Regions from separate parts of the Mus musculus genome. Here all the other regions are linked to region 2. A link is a contact called in public Hi-C and promoter capture Hi-C data. All regions are on one chromosome and are shown on one strand. The core of a region is the stretch at or near the end of the contact, and the rest is flanking DNA. Distances in the headings are between cores, read along the strand shown.

Evidence for each region. Promoter capture Hi-C pulls out the DNA fragments that hold promoters and counts their contacts. Hi-C and Micro-C count contacts between places; a contact is called where the count stands out from the background.
Region 1: a Hi-C map of liver shows a contact between it and region 2, with 4 times the contacts expected there. The contact joins the enhancer-like site here to the promoter of Fam47e in region 2. A contact is called at or near these places in 8 of 484 Hi-C or Micro-C datasets (Kupffer cells, adipose-derived mesenchymal stem cells, cerebral cortex and 3 more), 2 of 115 datasets of contacts at active chromatin or transcription factors (embryonic stem cells and liver) and 3 of 9 other capture datasets (adipose tissue, liver and pancreatic islet).
Region 3: a promoter capture Hi-C map of liver shows a contact between it and region 2. The contact joins the promoter of Ccdc158 here to the promoter of Fam47e in region 2. A contact is called at or near these places in 4 of 39 promoter capture datasets (the 3T3-L1 cell line, embryonic stem cells, liver and 1 more), 5 of 484 Hi-C or Micro-C datasets (the G1E-ER4 cell line, Kupffer cells, embryonic stem cells and 2 more), 2 of 115 datasets of contacts at active chromatin or transcription factors (both in embryonic stem cells) and 4 of 9 other capture datasets (adipose tissue, liver, macrophages and 1 more).

What each region holds. Positions count from the first base shown.
Region 1 is chr5:92,652,510-92,655,600 of GRCm38.p6, forward strand. The region is part of intron 9 of Ccdc158 (coiled-coil domain containing 158); the gene reads right to left. Among named protein-coding and RNA genes, the nearest start is that of Ccdc158, 21 kb to the right of the region's middle. Within about 2 kb of position 1,447, at least 1 of the 459 cell types and tissues checked has an H3K27ac peak or open chromatin away from gene starts, as enhancers often do. A contact at or near this core is called in liver, where this site is marked.
Region 2 is chr5:92,569,699-92,573,013 of GRCm38.p6, forward strand. It overlaps Fam47e (family with sequence similarity 47, member E), which reads left to right and starts at 1,839. Exons shown (of 7, transcript NM_001033478.2): 1 at 1,839-2,012. The coding sequence starts at 1,891.
Region 3 is chr5:92,673,845-92,676,777 of GRCm38.p6, forward strand. Ccdc158 (coiled-coil domain containing 158) reads right to left here and starts at 1,283. Exons shown (of 25, transcript NM_001360018.1): 1 at 1,214-1,283.

The sequences.
Region 1 (3,091 bases), core at 197-2,696, 82 kb after region 2:
ATAAACAATTTCACAAGAATTAATTGATTACTGGCTTGTTCTGCTATACCTAGCTTAAGAAGTATCTTTAACCTGAGATACAGCTCAGTGGAAGAGTGCCTGTTAGATTCAACCCCTAGTACTAAAACAAACAAACAAACAAACAAACAAACAAACAAAACAAACAAAACAACCAATACCCACACCAGTGAGAAAACTTTGATTCGTATGCCCCATCTGAGGGCAGATACAGAGAAAGATGGGAGTGTAACCTCTAACCTACGTGGCTTCTGAGCAAATGAATCATCAGCCGAGGTGGCCTTGTCAATTCAGTCTGAGAAGAAAGCCTGAGTGAGCACACTCAGGAGGGAGTAGGAGCCGCAACATCTTACTGCGTCACAGCAATTCTGTGGGCTGGCAGGCTCAGGGAGACTGTGCTGGGCTCTGGTCACATACCACCATGCCTCCACTTTGCTGAGGTACAATTTTTAAAGATGTTCTACATGGTCTCTCATGTTCCCTCCAATTGTGTACCTTTACTTTTTAAAAATATTTTTTCTTATTATTTAAGTTTTTCATGACTTATAAGAAAAGTATCAAAAAAAGATTAGACTGGATTCTATACGTCCTCTACGTTGGGCCCTAAGTTGAACAAAAGTCTTTAGTCTGAATCACCACTCTCCTAGCTGGGTGCAAACCTTCGCTCCTTGAGCAAAGGGTTATTTGTATATGTTCTTTCAAAATAGCTCTGTCTTTACTGCAAAAAGAAAAATCAAAATTGGGGTGGCTCTTTCACAATATCAAACTTGACAATAACAGGAGGCCAAAACTAGAGAGATAGGAGGGAGAGGGGGAGGGGAAGGGGAGGGCACACTTTCTGGCACCCACCTGCCCGTCGCCTGTCCTCCCCTCCCGTCCTCCGGCAAAGCACCCCCCTCCCCACCCCCCGGCTGGCAGGCAGGGACCTGGCTCTGTAGCTGTCAGTACTGACTCGGCTGCTAAGCTCTGCTTTTACCTTTCACTTTTTAGAGCACACACGCCTGTATGCACGGTGTGTGCATTAATCCATCGCTCGCACACACGGATGGACAGTGAAAGGGAAAACCAGTGGAGTCGCAGCCGAGCTGATACAAACAGCTGTAAGACAAAACTGCCAAGAAAAGCCTTCAGAATGTGCAGAAGCACGGACACGGGAGAGACAGACAGACAGACAAGCTTCCTCCTCCTTTCTTGCCTGGTTTTCCCTTTTCACCATCCATGAACAGACTTTTTGGGTTGGATCAGTACAAATTAGTACAAGATTTCTATTCAAATTTCACTGATTTTAGGAGTATCGGCCAATCACATCAAATCATATTACAGCTATGCTTTATTTTTTGTTTTTATGAGTGTGCTTTCTTTCGCTCTGATTCTGTGCTTCAGCTTGAAGCTGCACAGAACTCTGAAGCCGTTATACGCTCTGCTAGCACAGTGGACAGCTCCAGACAGTGCTGCTCCATCTTCACTATGGACTAGGCAATCCAGCACCAACTACTGTCAACACAGGATGAACTTAGAAAGATAGTGCTATGCTTTTGTTGTTGTTGTTGTCAAAAAGCGAAAGTTAAAAGTAAAGCCAAATCTACAGAGTCAATAGTGACAGCTTCTACTGGTCCAGATTCGTAAAGGGGAATTCTGGAGGCTCCTAAACGGAAAGAAAAGAATAGAAGACAGCATTATAGTAAAACACTTTTGTCAGCTTTTAAAAAGGCTACATCTAAAATTTTCCTAGATATAGAATGTCTGTTTTCACCAATATGAAATACTTGTTAACCTGAAAAAAATTATTCTTTGTAACAGCTTTTCTCTGAATTTCCACATTCTAGGTAGAAAAGTTTTGTTCAGGCTTATCAAAAACATCTTGTTTTTAAGGCAGTCTCAGGTACCTCAGGCGGTCTTAAACTCCTCATGTAGCCAAGGACAACCGTGAACCTCTCATGACCCTGCTCCTACTGCCCAGTCACTGGCATGTCAAGCATGTGCTACCGTGTTAGGTGTGCTCTAGCACACCATGTTAGCTATGTTCTGGGGGTCCACTCAGAACTAAGAATGCTAAGCAGGCACTCCCCCAACTGAGCTCTATCCTTAACCTTTCTGCATTATTTTCTTTGCTTTTTTTCTCTTGGTGTTTGAACATTATATACTAAAATCTGTACTGAAACACCAAAGGAGACCATGTATCTTAAGATTTTAACAACATGAAGTCACAATATACGAAAATTAAACAAACTGTGCACAAGAATATGCTTTTTAAATCCTGCTTCCAAGTCTTCCTAACAAAACCACTTCATAGTATGATATTTTGTGTTCCTCCAAATCAAATCCTCATTGTAACATGCCTGATCTTTGTTGCTCAGTTACACCAAGCAGGCAGCAGGAGTTGCTTCTCCAGGAGAGCCTAGTTATCCGTCAGCAGGTTCGAATCCCTTCAGTTAATGATGTATTTTATCAACACTTCAAGGATCTGATTAAACCTAGAAGCCCCTTTTTTGAGATGGGGCCTTAAGATGTAGCTCAGGCAGGCCTTGAATGTGCGAGCTTCCTAAATCAGCATCCCATGTGCTGGCTATCCTCCTTAGTAAGTGTTTACTACTTAAGACTGTCAGAAGTCAGGGCTGGAGACATGACCCAGTGGTTAAGAGCACTGACTGTTCTTCCAGAGTTCAATTGCCAGCAACCAACTGGTAGCTCAAAACCATCTATAATGTGATCTGATGTCCTCTTCTGGCATGCAGGTGTACATGCAGATAAAGCATTCATATACATTAAATAAATAAATACTTAAAAGAAGATTATCAAAAGTCTTGGTGAGAGCTGGGCGTGGTGGCGCACGCCTTTAATCCCAGCACTCGGGAGGCAGAGGCAGGTGGATTTCTGAGTTTAAGGCCATCCTGGTCTACAAAGTGAGTTTCAGGACAGCCAGGGCTACACAGAGAAACTCTGACTCGAAAAAACAAAACAAACCAACCAAACAAACAAACAAACAAAAAAGTATTGGTGATCAATTATTTACATTAGAACACATTAGGACAATAGTCCTAATATGTCAACATGATATATTAGACAAGATAAA
Region 2 (3,315 bases), core at 589-3,088:
CAATTGATGACATCATCTTTCCCACAACATTATTTTCTTTTTCTTTCCAGACAAGGTCTCATTATGTTGACCAGGCTAGCCTTATGGCAATCTTTCTGCCTCTGACTCCCCAGTGCTGGGAGTACAGATGTGAACCGCTACACCCAGGCTTATAACCTTTCTTCCTTTACCTTCTGGAATATTCTTTTTCCTTTAGTTTCCTCCTATCTCATGGTCTCCTCTTTGGCTTCCTTTGCCTGGTTTCTCCATTCGTTTGTTTTGGTTATTTTGAGACAGGGCCTCCCTATGTAGCCCCCACTTTCTTGTTTTGTTTGTTTTAAACCCTGAAGTACTTCAGTTTCTGATGTCTTTATGGACATTCCCACCCAAGTGACTTTGGCCCCCTACAAACAGGCCTGTATTTAACCTCTCAGACTTCACAGGTGGAAACCACACTTTTCAGATGTGTTCATTACCTTAGCAAGCAAATAGTAATCAGCTGGTTCTAGAACAACAGCAATCTGCCAACAAATGGCAACGACTTTGTGAAATCTAAAGTACTCTGTACCACAGGGCTGTTTCAGGAAGCCACTGTGTCTTGTTTGGATCATCACAATAGCTTATTAACTATGGTGTGGTGCTTTGAATGAGAATGGGCCCCATAGGCTCGCAGATTTGAATGTTTAGTTACTAGGGCTTGGGAAGGACTAGGAGGTGTTGGAGGAGGTGTGTTATTGGGAATGGGCTTTGTCTTTTAAAAAGTCCACACCAGGGCAGTCTTAGCTCTCTCTTTGCCTGCTGCCAGTGGATCAGGGCGTAAAGCTGGAGAAACCGTGCAGTCTCTAAAGCTCCAGTGCCGCCATGCCAGCCTCCTCCCTACCGTAAGGATAAGGGACAAGCTCCCTGAGACTGTAAGCAAGCCTCCATTGAAGCTTACTTTTGTAAGAGTTGTCTTGGTCATGGTGTTTCTTCATAGCAGACAACTGGTTTCATGGCCTACCCCTCCATATTCCCATTCTCTCTCTCTCTCTCTTATAAGTTTAAGAAGAAGAGAATGGGCTTGGGGGAATCACACACACACACCCCCATACAGTAGGGGAGAGGAAGAGCAAGAGGGAAAAAGAGGGAGGGAGAGAGGGAGAGGGAGAGGGAGAGAGAGAGAGAGATTGGGATGGCTATGCATACCAAGGCACACATATATCCATCAGAGGACAACCCAGGTGTGGGTCCTCACCTTCTACCCTGTTTCTGGCAGGATCTGTTGGTTGTTTGCAGCTGGCTTGTGAGTTTCCAGGGAGTCTTCTGTCTCTGCCTCTTTCCTCCATGTAAGAGCAGTAGTATTACAGGCTTGTACTGCCAGCCTGGCCTTGCATGGGTTCTGGGGATTTGAACTTGGGACCTGACACTGGTGCAGTAAGTGTTTTACCCATGGAGCCATTTCCCCCAGCCCATTCTCCTCTTCTTAAACTTAAAAATAATTACATTTTAATTTATTTTTAGTGTGTATAGGTTATGTGTGTGCCATAGTGTACACTTGGAGGTCAAAGGACAAGTTGTAGAAGTTGGTTCTCTCCTTCTCCCACTGGGGTCCTGGGGATTAAAGCTTGGCCAAAGATGTTTTTTAGCTGCTGAGCTAATTCAGTAGTCCAGCATTCTCCTCTCTAAAGCCTGCGTGTCACTCAGAGCACAAACTGATTCTCTCACACACCTGCCTGTCATTCCTGTGCTCACCCTCCTGCAGGTGCTCCCTGATGCAGACTAAAGTCCACACCGATCTGCTCATGCTGTGCACTCTGCCCCAAGGCCTTTGACCTTGCAGTCTAGTTTGATATTTAAGCTGTTCGATGCTCTTCTCTTCTGGGCCTGGGCTCAGTGTCACTTCAGCAGAGAGACTCTCTCTGTAGAAATTGGATGCTGTCCTGCATCCAGCCGCTTCCCACCTTACATTTTCTTTGCATCATCCGTGAGCACCTGGCATGTGATTGTCTGCCTCGATGTCTCTCTCCATCCTGCATAGCCGAAGCCACGCAAAGGTAGGGATTCCGGTTATCTACACAGTTGGATCGGCAAAGCTTAATCTCCAGCACATGTTTGGTGCTTGAAAGCTATCTCTTAAATGAATGGAAGACGAGTTCATATTTGGATATCTGAAAAAAGGGTAGGTTCAGGGGCCATCCTGGTAGAATACCTCCCTCAAGAAGAAAGGCGTAGGCTGAGGCTATAGCTCAGTTGTTAATAGCGCTTGCCTAGTGCATAAAACGTGTTGGGCTTAATCTCTGGGACCAGATAAGCAGGATTGGTGGAACATGCTTGCAGTCTAAATGCTTATGAGGTACAGGTGGGAGGATCCAAAGCTTAGCGTTATCAGCAGTTTTCAACCTGTAGGTCACGACTCCTTTGTGAGTTGAATGACACTTTCACGCCTCTATTTCTTTTAATGTAAATGTGCTGGATAATGGCAGTATTAGTAATAATGTCCTCAGCCAGAACTCCCATCCCAAGGAATGAAGATGGGCTGAAACCATCACCATCCCCAGCTCCTCAGCCTGGTACTACTGTTCCTAAAGAGTCTGGCATCTCTACGCCTCCATAAGAGACACTGTATCCCGCTAGGGCAGTAGTTCTTAACCTGTGGTCTCAACCCCCGTGGGGGTCACGTATCAGATATCCTGCATATTGGATATTTACATTATGATTCATAACAGTAGCAAAATTATAGTTATGAAGTAACAACAAAAATAATTTTATGGTTGGGAGTCACCACAGCATGAGGGACTGTGTTAAAGGGTCACAGCATAGGGAGAGTTGAGAATTTCTGTGCTACCACATAGGAGGTTCAAAGCCAGTTTGAGCTATGTAAGAGCTTAACTTTTACAAAGAACATTTATATGTGGCAGCCAGAAAGACACTGTAGTCAAATGGAGCTTATGTAACAACTTCCTGTGTATTGGAGGCAGGATGAATGGAGAGGGGCCACTGTGTTTAAAGCTCAGAAAGCAAAGGACTGGGGGCCTAGTTTTGAAAGGACCTGAAGGGGGATCCACCATGAAGACCCTTGGGGCCATGCTAAAAGTGGAGCCTCTTTTTTTTGGGGGGGGGTTGTGGGTTTGGTTTTTTTGTTTGTTTGTTTGTTTTTTCAAGACATGGTTTCTCTGTGTAGCCCTGGCTGTCCTAGAAGTCACTTTGTAGACCAGGCTGTCCTCGAACCCAGAAATCTTCCTGCCTCTGCCTCCCAAGTGCTGGGATTAAAGGCGTGCACCACTACACCCAGCTCAAAGTGAAGCCTCTTTATTGGAAGGGGAGCTACTGATCACAGAAACTTTCACATTAAACCTA
Region 3 (2,933 bases), core at 33-2,532, 100 kb after region 2:
GGCCTGGAGCTCTCTATGGAGACCTCACAGAGATCTGCCTGCCTCTGCCTCCTGAGTGCTAGAATTCAAGGTGTGCACCACCACACCAGCTTTAGATTCTAGAGTTTTAAAGTGGATCACTCTAATACAGAAGAACAGAGTCACCCCCGAAACTAAAACAGCAAGCAAAGGCCTTGTAGATACATCAAATAAATCTTTAACAACTACATTTAGAGGGTAAACAGCCTCTAAATGTAGTTCACACTCAACTAAAATGAATAGATAACTGTATTAAAATTTAAAATATGGGACTGGAATGATGGCTAGGCCTTAGAGCACTTGCTGCCAGTGTCCAGGTCCCAGCACCTGCATGGCTGCTCAAAACCTTCTGTAAGTCCAGTTCCAGGGAATCCCACAACCCCTTCTAGCCACCACAGGCATCAGGCACCCACATGGTGCCCTTACACACAGGCAGGCAAAATACTAAATTAACATAAAATAAAAATACATCTTTAAAAAAATGAAAAACGTGGCACAGAGGTTGGCATTTCAGATCTCTGCCTCAACTTTCCCACTCCCATAGACCATAGGTATACACACATTAGCAGCCCTGTCTAACTCACCCTCTGGGAAGATTCAACACTCTGGACCTTTTTTTCTTATGTAGTTATCAGCCAAAACACACCGAGGAACAGCCCACACCACTTACTTGTTTTCTGCATTCCCGTGACCTTAAAGCCAACCTGACATTTAACAGGAGCAATGCCTAGGACCGCTCAATTGGGGACTTCTGCAAGTGTTGTGGGAAAGGAGGCTGTTGCTGAGGTGGAAAGTCTAGGACCTGAAGTGGATTATCAAGAGGCTACAGTCACACAGTCTCATGTGGGACGAAATACTGGTGACAGCCCGAGACTCCACTGTCTGTCCCCACAGTTTCCCATCTCTTCCAGAGATTCCCAGGAGCCAGGCCGGAACAAAAGTGAGCAGGGAGCAGTCCTGTTGGACTCAAAGAATTCTGCAAGTGACTCTGCAGTCACGAAGACCCAGGTTTCCCGCCACTGCCCCTGGAGAACAGGGACAGTGTACAAAGTGGAAAACAGCTGTACAAAGTGATTGGGCTGCTTCCACGTGTGACCATAAGGCCATGGAAAGTTCCAGAAGGAACAGGAGTCGATCCAGGTCCTCAAGGAGAACGACCCTTCCCTGTACCCCGAGGCGCACTCCGTCCGCATACCTGCTAACAACACCTAGCCCTAAGAGACCGGCCGCATGTCCGCGGGGGCCGCGGCCGCACCTGCGAGACCCTGTCGGCTCTCACTGCACCCGAGACCGCGACCCCGCGCAGCTACCTTACCACGGCACCCGACCGGCCACCTCGAGGCCTCGAGCTCCCTGCTTCTGCGGAGCGCAAGCCCGGTCTGACGGTTGGCGGCGAGGAACTTAGGGAGAAAGGGGGCGGGGTGTGAGGGAAGGGCGGGGCGTAAGGAGGGCGGGGCGTGAGAGAAGCCGGAAGGCTGAGGTACGAGAAAAGGCGGGGCGTGAGGAGGAGGGCTGGACCGGAGAGGGGAGAGGGGAGAGGGGAGGCTGAGGCAGAAGAAGAGGGGCGGGGCCTGAGAGAGCGCTGCCCGTGAGGGGGCGGGGCAGGCAGCCTGTAAGACCACGCCCCCGGACTGCTACGTGCTCCCCGCTCCCCTACCCCGTCGCCAAGGCAACCAGGGAGGCCCAACAAGCCACATTTCTTCGCTTACTACTGCCCTGCAACCCGGCTCCTTATCTAGCCTCACTCTCCTGTCGTCCTCACAAAGACCCCACAAAGATCCTCCCAGCTACCAAATGGCACAGATCCTCTCTGTTACCAGCGCTCAGAGAGAGGGGCAGGCTGACATCCTTATTCACATGTGCAGTCTACTCCCCCTAACCCACCCCACCCCTGCCTGTTCAAGCTAACAGAATAACTTGCATTTTGCAGCTCGCCTGTGCTTAGCCTGTGCTTTTAAGTTGCACTTCCGTCCGGACTGTTTTTTCAGGTTCAGAGTTCTTCGGATAACTGACCTTTCTGCCTTCGGAGAGCTGTTTCCTCTTCTGTGCTTCGGTTACTCTGTCGTTATAACGACTATACACTCAGACTCCAGCGTGCTGTTCAAATTAGCATCCCAAAGAAAGAGTTCCAAAGAGGCGGAAGATGAGAGATACAACCTGTAGCGTTTGTTATTGTTTTGAAGACAGAGACTCCCTACGTAGCCTAGGGTGGCCACAAACTTGGAATCCTTCTGCCTCTTAGACTATGCTCTTACAGAAGTGTATAGATCAACTTTTGCTTTGTGATGTTGGATTCTGTTAACTATCAAGGTTAAGTAGTACAACACATATACAGTGTATAAATTGACTATAAATATCAAACACTTTTATGTAATGCAGTTACAAATTGTAACCTTTTATGAAGTACCATTGAAGACTTTTGTCATACCGCTTACTGCCTTGGAAACAACTAGGACTATAGCGTCAAGTACATAAACAGGAAATTATAATCACTAAGCAGGACGATAAATGGCTAGCCTCTGTGACTAGACTGAAAACAAGTTCCAATTAGTTTCCTTTAAACCTTTTCATTTCTATCAAAACATAAGTGTGTTCTTTTGGCATAAAACATTTTAATTACCTAACACGTGACTCTTATTGCTGTCTCATTTTGTGTGTGTTTGTACCCTGAATAAAGTTTTTTCTTCTCTTGATCGGGCTATGTGACTTAGGAAGCCTCAGCCTAAATGTGGGTCCTAGCCCAGTTAGGAGGGGTGGAAGGGAAACCTTCCAAAGGTGAGTTTGTGGTTGTCCCTACCATCCTTTGTTACCATCAGAACCCAGTTTCTTTAGCCTTCCCATGTGGACTGAAGACCAGGGGCTCCCCACACCTCCTGTACCAGCCTAGGATTGCTAAGGCACCCAGCCTTATACAC